Regions from separate parts of the Mus musculus genome. Here region 2 is linked to region 1. The links are chromatin contacts, called in public ChIA-PET maps. All regions are on one chromosome and are shown on one strand. Each heading gives the region's core, a stretch centred on a gene start, on an enhancer-like site or on the middle of the called end of the contact. The rest is flanking DNA. Distances are from core to core; before and after follow the strand shown. Region 1 holds the start of Sh2d2a (SH2 domain containing 2A). Region 2 holds the start of Etv3 (ets variant 3).

Region 1 (6,783 bases), core at 1,851-4,350:
GAGGTTCCCTGAGAGCTTCTCTTAAGCTAAGTAGCATATACCACCGCCACCACACATGATCATCCCACCACTAGATTGTCTGCCATTGCTACTTGTAGTAGGGTTTATGAGCGAGATGCCCATCTGTCTGGGGACCTCTCCCACTCACCCCTGCTTTGGAGACTCAGTAAACTTCACTTAATTTGACTGCCTCTCGTTACCCTGCTGTCTGTGGCTGGTCTGGCCATGAAAGGACACCTTTCTGGAAGACGTGTGGGTAAGCCAGTGTGGCCGGTCATGGATTGGGTTGAGAAAGGCAGAGAGGCCAGTAACTTGGACCTGGTGGGGATGTAGTGGCGGCGACACTCAGTTATGGGACTTGGGTAAAGGGCTCACCTGTCGAGCGAGGGGTTGGGTGAGTATCTCTCCGTAGGGGCTGAGGGGGCACTCTGTGTAATGTTCAAGCAGGTCCTGAAGCTGCGCATGGGCACTGTCTTCACCTAGCACCACGTGGCGCCCATCCCCTAGCTGCGCGAGGAGGAAGTGACGGCAGCAGGTCTGGCTCCTGGAGGGGCCACTTTGAGTCAGACTTGCCATTTCTTCCCCCACCAGGCTGAGAAGGGGAAGAACCCTGAGCCCTCCTTGGAGAGAGTGGGTAAGCACAGGGGCTTGCCCCTTAGCAGGAAGCCCGCCTCCAGCTGGTCAACGAGGACTGCCCCTCACCTGTAGGACAGCACGAAGGTCACAGCACTCTCGCTGAAGCGCACCAGATAGCATCCTAGAGGCTGGGGCTGCAGCAGCCTCTCGGCTTCCCTGGAGAGAAGTGTAGGGCTGGTTTTGACTCTTGCGACCTCGGTTCTGTCTCCTCTCTTAAGGGACCCCTCACCTCCACCCCAAGCAAGCCTACCAAGTCTAAGTGAAGACGAGGGGACAGGGGTCCTACTTAAAAGACCCTGGGCTTCATCTGCAGGGTAGCATGGAGAGGGAGCCGCAGCAGCAACAGACATGGTAGTTAAAGAAATAGAGTTTAGAAGTTGAAAGCTGGAGATAATGAGAGAGAAGAGGATTGAGAAAAGGAGAATCCGGCTGGAGATAAGAGCACTGACTGCTCTTCCAGAGGTCCCGAGTTCAATTCCCAGCAACCACATGGTGGCTCACAACCATCTGCAATGGGATCTGATGCCTTCTTCTGGTGTGTTTAAATAAGTAAATCTTTAAAAAAGAGAGCGAGGAAATGGAGGAGAGAGCTGAGAGATGGAGGCCTGGGAAACGAGAGTCCTCGCTGTCAGGATTTCCCTGACTGACTCAGGACCCTGTGCCTTCCTCTGTGACTCACCTTCTGGTGATGAAGCCATGGAACCAAAGAGGGGCAGTCTTGAGCAAGAGCCAGTGGGCCTGGGTCTTCTGGACCCATGCTCTGGTCTCAGCTTGCAATGACAGGTCACCTTTCCCAGGCACCTCTTCTGCCCTATCGGCATTCCCTAGGACCCAGGCAGTTCCTGGGGCTGAGGCAGAGACCTGGACATGAGAAGTCATGGACAGAAGCGGCCACGATTAGCAGACTTCTAACCCTAAACTGCCTCCTGTTTATCCTCATTCCAGCCCCTCCCCCAGTCTATTTTAGGGTGAGATTGCCCAGAAAGTCCTTTCTAAGGTCACTGACTTAAATTCCTTCTGTATCTTCCATACTGGCCCCAGAGGGCAGGAGATGGTACAGGAAGTCACCTCAGGCCAGGGGAGGGTGACTTCATCTCTAATAAAGGAGACTGAGCTGGTGGGTGAGAGGAAAGGGGACTGAAGAAAGATCTGGAATGCTCTGGGCAAATGGACGTGCTGGCACAGCATGCAGACAGTTGCATTTGGTGTCAGTGTACTGTGTCCTGGTCCCCTGATGACTGGGCCTGAGATTTTTCAGGGCCAGAGAAACTGAGGGCAAGTGGGTAGCTATGTACGGGAGGAAGGAACTCCCCACTTCCTGCTTCCGGTCCCCAGCTTGCATTTTGACATGGGTTCATGTGCACACCCTCATCCTCGAGAGGATGGTGGTGGATGAGGCAGCTGCACCCACCTAGGTTTCTACTCACCACCGTGTGGTTAGTTCTGGGGCTGAGCTGAACCCCCTGTTCCTTCATAACTTGCATGCTGGGCCTGCTCCCACAACTCAAGTTCTGGCATCTCCCCTGGGTCAGGTTCATTGGCTGGAAGGTGTTGAAGGTTGATGAAGTAGCTTCATGATTCCCTGTTGGCACAAGGGAGGCTGGTGGGGTTTCCCAGAGGCAGGCCATCTTTCCCTCCCTTCTTTACTTCAGGCTCTTAAACATCTCCAAAGGGGCTTTTCCCAACAGGGACAGTCATGAGGACAGGAGAAGTGCAAGTGTGTACCAGGGAGGTAGCGGGTGGGAATCCCAGGGATAGGAATAAGGAGTCAAGGTGTTTCAAAGGGACTGGTGGCAAGAGAAGGGTTGTCCGTAAAGGGAGAACCCTGGGGTCTAGGCTGAGCCTCTGAGGCCTGGAAGCCCCGTAGAGAGGTAGTCCCTTAGGCCAGGCCTTCCCTTGATCTCGACTCCTCTGTCTTTCACCCTCCCATTCCAGGCTCCTAAAAATCTCTTGGGATCCTGTCCCCTGCCCTCAGGGATGCAGAGATGTGGAGCCCCAGAGATGGAGTAGAAGCAGTGGACACTAAGGCAGCTCTGGCTTGGGTCAACTGCTTAGCTGTGAAGTGGAGGCTGAGGCTCAGGAAGGGAGCAGAGAGAAAACTTTATACGTACCTTGGGGGCATGGTTGGGCCAAGCAGAACTCCATGGAAGCAGGTGTGGGTGCTCTCAAAGGAGGTGCACACTCGGCAGCTGCTCATCTCTCCTCTCCCTCCTTCCCCCAGGGACAGGAAATGTCGCTTTACCCACCTCCTTTGTCTCGAAAAGGACCCACGTCATGGAAAGTGCAGTAACACACCAGTCCTGTCTCTGGAAGCCAGGCACTTGGGGTAGTGGTGGGCTACTCTGTTAGGTGTGAGGTGTTCTTGCTATCTGACCTTTGTCCCCTTCTCCAAAAGTGTTATAAGGCTTCTCAGAGATTCATACTCAGAAGTTTGCATTGAGAAGATACATGAGGTGAGTGGGGCAGAGCTGCAACAGGAAGGATGTGGGTCAGACCTCTGGAAGGACTTTTGTGTATATACGTATATGTGTCTGTGCTTGTTCAACGTATGTGTTATACCGCAGGTGCACTTGCCTATATGTGTAACAAGGAAACTAAAGGTTGAGGCAAGTGGCTTCCCCAACCATTCTCCACCTTATTGAGACAAGGTCTTTCACTGAGCCTTGAGCTCATAATTTCAGCTAGACTGGCAGGTCAGTTAACCCCCTGGGATTCACTCATCTCCTCTTAAACCAGCACTGGGGCCACGGACATGTGCACACTGAGGTTCCTATCTCAGCCTAAATGCTTGAATAGCAGGGACTTTGCTCACAGAGCCATTGCTCCAGCTGCTGGGGACTCGGTTAGCTATGTGGGACCCACGAGACCTGGGTTAGAGAGGAGGGGCCTGATGTTCATCTTTGAGCAGATGGTGGATTTAGATTAGGGCAACACTAAGCAACCTTAGGGGATTCTCTAACTAAACAGGTCGCTGCTAGGAATGGCAGGATTGGCTGTTGGGGTTGACTCTGAGCTATCTCACAGCTTTGTCCACTGTGTGCTTCCAAGCAAGTAGTTGCTATCTTGGGAGGCTGTGGAGCTTGTAAGAGGTAGGTACCAGAGGCAGGGTATACTGGACAGGCAGGGTCTTCTGCATCTTTTGGCATCTACCCAGGAAACCAGATCCTATGACCTACACCAAAGTATTTAACAGTATTTAGAAATGCAAAAGACAGCATATCTTTTATCCCAGGCCCAGCACTCAGAAGGCAGAGGCAGGGGGATATCTGAGTTTGAGGGAAGCGTGGTTTACAGAGTGAGTTCTAGCGCTGCTAGGGCTATATAGAAAAAAAAAGTGTCTTGGAAAACAAACAAACAAATAACAAAGACCACATCTGGAATATCACAATAGCCAACACCAGACATAGCCATGGTGATAAAGACATCCTGGTGCTGGCATGAAAGGAGAGGGTTATGCCAGTGCAAGAGAGCAGAGACCATGGAAAGAAGCTCACAGAGCTATGTCCCCTTCATTTTTGACAAAGGAGACAAAAGCATATAGGCATAAATTTTTCTCAGCCTACTTTAATAAGCGTTCAACCTCCCCTCTAGCCCACCACCCACCAGAGGTAGTGGAAAAGAAATGTTATTAGGGCATGGGGAAAGTGGACCTGTTTAGAAATAGTTCTTTGGGGGTGTTTCCAATCTTCATTGTCAGGATATCAGTAATCCAGTCCAGTGGCAAACACCAAACATGAGTCAGCAGCTGCACTCCATCCATTCAGCAATCACCACTCACGAATCAGCAACTAAAGTTCAATCCCGAAGAATCCAAAAGGGTTGCCAACCTGCCAGAGGCCGAGGAAATGGCAAGAAGTTGCAGGAACCTCAGGACAAGTTCTTTGGTGAGTTTCTTTTTATGAAGTCACCATAGGCAGAGCTCAGCAATGCAACATAAGGCAAACCAATATATGCATGTTGTCAGCAAAGAATAGTGAGGCAGAGCAAAGCAAACCAATGTTCTAGCTCCCACTGTCTGGGGGGGGGTCATATTTACATCCCTTCATCACGCATCCTTTCACCTGTGTCTGCTTCAGCAAAACATTCTTTCACGTGTCTGTCTAGCAAAACATCCTTTCACCCGTGTGCCCCAGCAAAACATCATTTGACATCACTGACTTTCCAATGAAACCAAAAGTTTCCACTTCAAAAGCATGCAGTGAAAAGAATCCCATGCAACAAACTGTGCTGGCAAAATTAAATATCCATGTGCAAAATAATAAAATTAGATTTACATCTCTCCTTTTAAACACAAATCAATTCAAATTGGATCCAAGACCTTAATTTAAGAATGGAAACGTCTAGAAGAAAACATAAGGAATACTCTGCAAGACACTGGGGAAGGCAAGAACTTTCTGAACAGAATACCAAGGTTGCAGGAACTAGTCCTGAGTATTAAAGATGGCACAACACAAGAATACAAAGTTTCTATACAGTAAAAGGAACTACTAGAAGCCGGGCATGGCTGTACCAACCCCTTGAGGAACACACAGATCTCAATGAGTTCAAAGCCAGCTGGTTTACATGTATCAAACACAAAACAAAACAAAACAAAAATCAACCCCACAAAAAAACCCCCAAGGGACTTATATATCCAGGATTCACAATGAACTGCAGAAATTACATATCAAGGAAAGAAAATTACCAGTCAATAAATGGGCAGTAAGTTGACTAGAGTTTTCAGAAGAAATACAATGGACAATAACTGTTTTTAAAGATATTTGGCATCCCTAGTCATCAGGGAAATGCAATTTAAAACTACTCTGAGATACCTACTGGCTCCAGTCAGAATGGCTGTCATCAAGAATTTGGAGGATGTGGTAAGGATGGGGAGAGAAAGGGACTCTTACTCACTGTTGGTAGGACGACAAATTAATACAGTCATTGTGGAAATCCGTTTAGAGAGTTCTCAAAAAAAAAAACAAAAAAAACCCAAAAAAAACAAAAAAACAAAAAAAACAAAACAAAAAAAACCCCCAGAACTACCATATGACTCAGCTATCTCACTCCTGGGCACACATCCAGGGGGCGCCATCCCCTGCTATGAAGATATTAGCATCCTCATGTTTACTGTGGCTACTCCATGGGGACCCCCTGTGATGGTGTGTATATGCTTGGCCCAGGGAGTGGCACTATTAGGAGATGTGGCCTTGTTGAAGAAGGTTTGTCACTGTGGGCTTGGGGCATGGGCTTTGATACCCTCCTCCTAGCTGCCTGGAAGTCAGTCTTCTCCTGTTTGCCTTCGAAACAAATGTAGAATTCTCAGTTCCTCCTACACCATGCCTGCCTGGATGCTGCCATGCTCCTGCCTTGATGACAATGGACTGAACCTCTGAACCTGTAAGCCAGCCGCACTTAAATGTTGTCCTTATAAGAATTGCCTTGGTCATGATGTCTGTTCACAGCAGTAAAACCTGAACTGAGACACCCCCAAACATCACAGGCTATTGCCAAATCTATTGGTGTTCTCTACAACTTGATGGTAAGGCTCTATAACTGAAGTCAACACTTATTTCTGGCATTAAACATGGAGAAGTTGATTGGATGTCCAAGTAGAAGCTGGACCCCTATTGACTTTCATGCATAATACTAGAATATAATCTGCATACTACTGGAGGAGAAAGGCCGTTCTAGTATCAATCAGCTACAAACCCTGTGACCTTCAGTTGTGACCTGCCTGCAGATATATTGGTGTTACAGTGGTACAAACGTTATGGGAATAGCCAGTCACTTTATGATTGGATTTAAGGTTCACTCTGTAAGATGGAACTCACACCTGATACTGTTAAAGTGGTCAAGAACTTGAGACTAGATACTTGAGACTAGATAGGTCAATGGGCTAGGGGCAAATTTACTGCTATTATTCTTCTAAAGAAATATAGCAATAAAATGACCCCCCCCAGGTTGGGAAGTGTTACAAATCTTTAATTGCAGCACTCAGGAGACAGAGGCAGGTGGACCTCTGAGTTTGAGGTTAGTTTGGCCTACAAAGCCAGTTCTAGGACAGCCAGGGCTACAAAGAGAAACCCTGTCTCGCCGGGCGTGGTGGCCTTTAATCCCAGCACTTGGGATGCAGAGGCAGGCAAATTTCTGAGATCGAGGACAGTC
Region 2 (6,783 bases), core at 1,134-3,633, 320 kb after region 1:
TGCAGCAGTTCCAGGATGAAGTGCCACAGCTGGATCTGCCGGGAGCCCGGCGACGACTCGGCTTTGTAGGCCCAATCCGGAAACTGATACCCTTGTGTGGGAAAGAGGGCAAGATCAAAGTAGCTAGGAGTTAGGTACAAACATGCCAGTACCCCCACCTCCACATTCCACGGCTCACAGTCTCTAGAGTACTTGGCAAACACACCCTTCCAGTCAGCTAGGCTCAGCACGAAGAGGAGAGGAAAGGATGGAGAAATTACCCATACTTGTGGCAATCACTGATATCTAACACAAGTTGGGCAGCAGTGCCTATATACCCTAATTCGTGACCTTTCCATGTAGATTACCTATTTGACACGATAGGTCAAAAAGGAACAAAGAAGAAAGATAAACTAATGTTTTAGGGACATATGGCAGAAGGCACCTTATCCCCAGACACGAAAACGTGCAGTAAACGTGTGTAGGGTGCGAAAGCTATATGCTTATTCATAGGAAACAGGCCTACAGCCACTCTACCAAGATCTAGACAGCTGTGAGACCTTCGGTCGTGGTCTAGCATTTGTCAACTAAGCCCAAGTAGGGAGAACAGGAAGCACCAAGGGACATTCCAGATCTATCAGCGACGATGACGAACTTCTGCTCACCTCCACCTCCTTCTGGCTTTTCCACGATGCTACAGCCTGCTTTCATTTTCGCCCTCCTGCTGAGAGAGACAAGTCACACTACTATTTTGAGATGTTATGAATTATCTAATTAAGGCTTTTTTGGGGGGGAGGGTCACAGTTCCCCCCCCCCAACATCCTTCTTGTTGCCTTTACTTCGTTTCAAAGCCTTCTTTAACCTTTCAAACATGTCACCTCTAAACTAGTAATCCTCATGTCCTCAAATGATGGTCCTTGGGTCATCCACCTCAAAAGCCATAATTATCTCTCACCTGACCTTAGCCGCAAAGTGTAAACACTGTCCTTAATATCTGCTTTCTTCCTTGTGACCAACCGACCCTCCGACATAAGAGAGGGAAGGGAACAGTGAAAGAAGTCCAAAACGGCAGCAAAAGCAAGCCACACAGTTTGTTTTCTGTTGGTAGACAAGCCCAGATGCCAAGATACACAAGCCTGAATTCACCCAGACACACCAACTTAAGAAGTGGGAGAAAAAAAAAAATCCAAATCCCCTATTCAAAAAGGAACATCCGATCCTACGTATTTCTTGAATTGTGTGAGAAGGACATCTTCCAGTCAGAAACTGGGCTCACCTTCCAACAGTATTCTGAGATACAGAAAGTAAACATGTCCTGTGTACAGCCACTCCATACAAGAAACATGTCACTTTCCTAAAATTTTGTGAAAAAAAATGTTATGCCATCTACTTAACAGGGAAATAAAAAGGGTAAAGTAGGTACTTCAGATCGCCTGGCCGGTGGAGGAAGGCATCTTGCTAGGATCTGAATTCATTCCATGCAGATTTATAGTTCCTCAATAAATTTCCCGTTCCCAGCAGCAGACAGCTTTGTGTCAGTCCTTCAGCGAATAGGAGGAGAGGGTGAAACTGACCGGGAATGACGGAGGAGGAGAGACCTGACTTACTCTCATTACCCTGCAGGGTGGACAGCCCCCGGCACCAACCAGAGCAGGTCTGGAGCAACTGCAGGTGCTTCAGAGGCCCCAGGGTGGGGTGGGACAAATTCCTAATCTTGGAAATTTCATCTAACCTAGAATTCCTCTAGGTGTTCTGCATTTTCGTTGACGACAAATACACTAAGGAGAACAGTAAGTTTCAGTCCATGACAACCCTCGGGATCCAGGAGCTGACAAATGGCTCAAGGAAAGAGGCAACAGACAGACAGTGGCACACACAGGATATACACAAGTAACAAGGCACCAGGGCTGGGCAGAGCTTCCTCTCCCATTTCCGTGATGATGGGGTTGAAGAGACACCGATTTCTCCAAGGCTCTGGGACACTGTCCGGGACTAACTCCTACCCTGCGCTGTCGGATCGCAGGGCCCTTTCCCTGCTCCAGAACACCCTTCAGCCTGGTGTCCGTGGGCTCGCGCTGGCCGACGCCCGAGCCGGGCACCCTCTCCTCGATCCTCCGGCCCCCGATGTGCCCATCCAGCCCCTCGGAGCCCGCAGGCGCGTCTGCAGGTGTTCGCGACTCCCCCAGGGCGCTCGGTCACCCTCCCGGCCTGCGGCGGGGCTCGCCGCTCCCGCTGGTCCGCAGCGGCTTCCACGGCCGCCCTCATCCGCGTCCCTTCCGTCCTGCCCGCGCGGGCCGCGACCGCCGACGCCACCAGTCTCACCTCTCCGGCGCCGTCCGTCTCCACTCGGGCTCCTCCGCGGCAGCTCGGGCTCCTCCTCATCCACCCAGAAGGAAGTGACTCCGCGGCGGCTTTCGTCACTTCCACTCTGGGCCAGGGTGGGAGGGGGCGGTGTCGTGAGCGGCACGGCTTCCGCCCAGAAGGTACCGGTGCCCCTCCGTGGCTCGGAGGCCGCGGGGCTGGAACCCTCTGCAGAAGGAAGGCTCTTCCGCGCTGACAGGAGCACAGGAGCTTCAGAGGCACGTGCGAAGTTGGCCTTGCCTTGCACTGTTCCATTTTTAGTCCTGATCTGCCTCGTCCAAGTGTTACAGCGTGCACGACTTTGCCATTCAAACACCGCTCCCCCCTCCCTTTCCCTTTGCCTTTTGTTCCCGATTAAGCAATTACAATTTTGTCCCAGACAAATTTTGTTCAAGAGTTAGTGATAAGGGATGTGAAATCAGCTTCCGTAATTCCAAATGGTTCCCAGCCCTAGTTTCCCTCCAGAGGCAGTGTTGGGACCAGTAAAGGTTAAGTGGATGAGAGTGAAAAGTGGTGAAAAGTGGGGGAAGGCGAAGATGAGAGGCAGAATTGAAGTCTTCATCGAGTGCACGAGTGCGTAGCAACAACTTTATGCAATCACAACCTTTCCCTCCTGGGAACGACACAGAACATGGAAGTCTTACCATGATTTGTATCAAAGGTTGGCTTCTAGCTTTGGATATGCCTATTAGCACCTCCCTTCCCAGACTGGCCAATGAATTTGTAATTATCTCATGCTGTACTTGTGTGTGTAGGATTATAGGTATATACTACCACAACTGGCCTTCTGGCTTCTACTACTGTTTTGTTTGTTTTGCCAGAGGTCTTGACAATGTATCTCTGACTGCCCTAGAAAGCACTATGTAGAGACCCAGGTTGGCCTCGAACTCACAGAGATCTGCCTGCCTCTGCCTCACACTTGTTGGGATTAAAGATATGTGTCACAATGCAAGACTAATAATTGATAGTTCTTGAGGTCTTGAGATAAGTTCAGTACTCAGTATGGCCTAAGGTTACCTTACCTGCTTAAAAAGGAAGGACTAGTGTTGGTGAGGTCTAGTTTTCCCGCCCCTTCTAGTTTGAAAGTCAGTAAAATGAACAAAATTTAAATACCATTGAGAGGATTAGAAATATGAGCACTCTGAGCATAGAAATTGCTTTATAATGGTTTCCATCTTCTGTCCAGTCTAGAACACCATTTTCTATGTTTGGGTCTACAGAACAAATGCTAGGGTTTAGCCGAATCAGCAGTTCTCGACCTGTGGGTTGACCCCCTTTAGTAAGCCCCTATGTCTAAACCTATTTACATTGCAATTCATAACAGTAGCAAAATTACAGTTATGAAGTAGGAACGGAAATAATTTTATGGTTGGGGTCACCACAACATGAGGAACTGTATTAAAGGGTCACAGCATTAGGAAGGCTGAGAACCACCGAGCGAAATGAACATAACATTTTAGTCCTCTTGCCTTCAACTACTGATGGGCTTTGTTACCTCGGTTAAGTAGTCACTGTCACTTCCTCTTCTGTTTGAATGTAGTATTTTTGGAGTATTCCCGTGGACACCTTTAGATGTTTAGTAGTATCTTATTGCGTAGGAGATTACAATAAGTACTTCCTTGATATTTAATGTGTGAACACCATGTTCTACGACTTAGGACGGAGGATGGCACAGTGTAAATATAGCATATGGTTAGGTGGTGAGAAAATGATCTTGAGACTGATAAGAATCCTCAAAGTCTCACACCATTCATGCAAACCTTAGTCATTGTCAACTCCGAAACCAAGGCGATCAGAATGAGCGGTTTCTTCAGAAACTGAGGTTGCCAACCTTCAGCTCATGGGTTAGGTGGGCACGGCTAGCACCAGCAATAATCGAGGACTGGTAGCCAGAGTATGGGGATACTTTCTGTAGATAGTTCCTCTAGATTTTTCTATGGCTATTTCTCTAACTAGGGTCACAGAGGATGAATAAACGCACTTTACACAGATGAACTGGCCTCAGTATTTGGCTTGAGCCTGAACTGATATCTTGAGAAATGTTTATGTCACAGCAGATTTCAACAGAGTTCATATTCTGAGAACTTAGTTAATCGCCTGAAACTTAACAGGGGAATTTAGCTTTGATAAAGCAAACTGGACAATACAAAGGTTTGGGTTGCTCACTGGAAACCTTAACAGTGTGACAGAACCTGGGAGGGATCTGGAGGGGGCAGATTGGGACGGATAGGGACTTCCTACCTAGTTTACCAAAGTCCCTATCTACTGTGTACACCACTCCATGGCTGCCATCATCATCTGTTGCAAACAGGCTTTTACAAGTTGAAGATTCTTTATGCTCTTGAAATGGGGAGAGCATGTACCTTCTACAAGTACGGGCGTGGAAACACTTAGATATAGCCTACTAGTCAAGCTATCTTGTAATCACTCTTGAATTTCCAGTTGCTCAAAGTAACTTTGACGCTGCCTTCCTCCCCCTCCCCACCCATATTTGTAATTGTCCCACATCTAGGATCAGGTTCCGTTCTAAGCCATGCATTCTCAAAATTCCATTCTTACTAAAATACAGCTATTCTCTGATTCCTAAATCTAAAGAAGAGCAGGGCATAGTGACATATGACTGATTCCAGTCACTTGGGAGGTAGAGGAAGATCAGAAGTTCAAGACCAGCATCCATACAGAGAGTTTGGGGATGGTCTGAGTGACATGAGACCTTGTCTCAAAAAACAAAACAAAACAAAACAAAACAAATCAGAGAGGAAATTCTATTTTCCTTCCAACAACCCCTCCTGGATTGGAATCCTCTCCCTACCTCCAGCTTGCATTACTTAACTGCTCCCATTTTTATTTATGCACTCAAAGGTTTCCACACCCTGAACCTACCTGAACATGTGTATAATAAAAGTCTCTCCTGTCTACTCTTGCAGAGGCTGCTGTTTCTATTCCGAGGACTTGTGTCATGGACATACTTCTTCTTCCTAGAGTGTTTGCCTTAGCTTGCAGGCCACCACATAGGCTCTGTCCCTTCGCTAGAAGCACCCAAAGATGCCTCTTCCTCTGCTGTCAGGTGGAGGCTCTGGTGAGTGTTCCTGCACCCACTTCTTAGTCACCTCTAGAAGGCAGGACACCTCACCCCCCCCAAAGTGTATCCTTCCTGAACTTGGACTTCCAAGACCCAGGCTTCAGTCCCTGTTCTGTGTTTGCTATCTGTTCTCTGACTGGACACTATTAGCATCCCCTGAGTGTCCACCTCCTCCTAGCTAAGACGGGACACTACTGATGTTCTTGGTGAGGACAGAGTATAATAGCCTTTCTAAACTCTGGATCATAATTACTTTTACCACCATCTCTGATTCCACACTATTCTTGGTATCAAGAGCTCAAACTTGACAGCAGTTACCACATAATTTTACAAACTTTGAGTAGATTCAGTGTTTTAAACTTGGTTCATAATCTAATGAGAAAAAAGTATTTTTGTCCCCAGAATTCAGGCTTTTGGGTTTCTTACTTTCTGATGCCTAGCCTTGGGTGATGCATGCCAGTCATTCTCTGTTTCAGTTTCTCAGTCAAGTGATCATGCTAAGATGTTCTGGGGGTGGGGGATGGGACATTCTCAGTTGGCAGAGTGCTTGTCTGTTAAACACAAGACTCCACGTTAGACTCCTAGCAGTACACAGAGGAGTGTGCCAGCTAACACTAATCCCAGCACTTGGGAAGTAGGAGACCAAGAGTTGAAGATCTTCTTCCTCTACATGCTGAATTTAAAACCAACCTGGAGTACATGATGCTCTGAGCAAATAAATAAATTCCAGGAAGAAGAAGAAAAAAAGATACTAAAATATGATTGATAGAGATGAACTCAAAGACACGAAGGCTGATATAAAATTGGTGTTATTTACACCTCTAATACCGCAGTGTGCTCCTCAGTAAAGTGAAGATAAATTATAGAATAAAGTTGGACTAGATGTTATTTGCATTTTGGCATGTTGGACTAGACTAGCTTGTAAGCTCAGTTTGGTTTGTTTTTCCCATCAACCTAAGGTCATTGTAAGGATAGAGGAATTAATGTCGGTAACATGATTGGGGATCCCCAGTTAAAAGGTTAAGTGGGTCCAAAGCAGAAGTAGCTTTGCTCCAGGTTACAGCCAAGCCAGGAGGAGCAGAGAGCTTGGCTACTTATTTGCAATGACTTGGGGACTCAAGGACTCTCCGGGATTCTACATCCCTCACAGTCCACAAATACCCCGGCCTCTCATTTCCCCTTTTTAAGTCTTAGTTCCCCTTCAGATCAGCACAGTGGAGAGGGTAGTGAGAGAGAGATCATGAGGAGCAGGATGGGAGAACAGGATCTACATGAGGAAATGACTGCTCGGGCTATTTTGGCTTTGTTTTATTCCTGGCAGCTCAGGAGAAAGATTCCCCTGCTGAAACCTTTGGTTGTCA

What was found. ChIA-PET counts read pairs in DNA pulled down with a chosen protein or histone mark.
Region 2: an RNA polymerase II ChIA-PET map of memory CD8 T cells shows a contact between it and region 1, with 89 read pairs. The contact joins the promoter of Etv3 here to the promoter of Sh2d2a in region 1. A contact is called at or near these places in 2 of 39 promoter capture datasets (cranial neural crest and embryonic stem cells), 5 of 484 Hi-C or Micro-C datasets (CD8 T cells, Th1 cells, memory CD8 T cells and 1 more) and 6 of 115 datasets of contacts at active chromatin or transcription factors (effector CD8 T cells, embryonic stem cells, large pre-B cells and 3 more).

The regions. Positions count from the first base shown.
Region 1 is chr3:87,843,072-87,849,854 of GRCm38.p6, reverse strand. Sh2d2a (SH2 domain containing 2A) reads right to left here and starts at 3,100. Exons shown (of 7, transcript NM_021309.3): 1 at 2,748-3,100; 2 at 2,064-2,218; 3 at 1,316-1,497; 4 at 703-792; 5 at 376-544. The coding sequence starts at 2,781.
Region 2 is chr3:87,521,178-87,527,960 of GRCm38.p6, reverse strand. Etv3 (ets variant 3) reads right to left here and starts at 2,383. Exons shown (of 5, transcript NM_001083318.2): 1 at 2,302-2,383; 2 at 645-703; 3 at 1-91. The coding sequence starts at 690.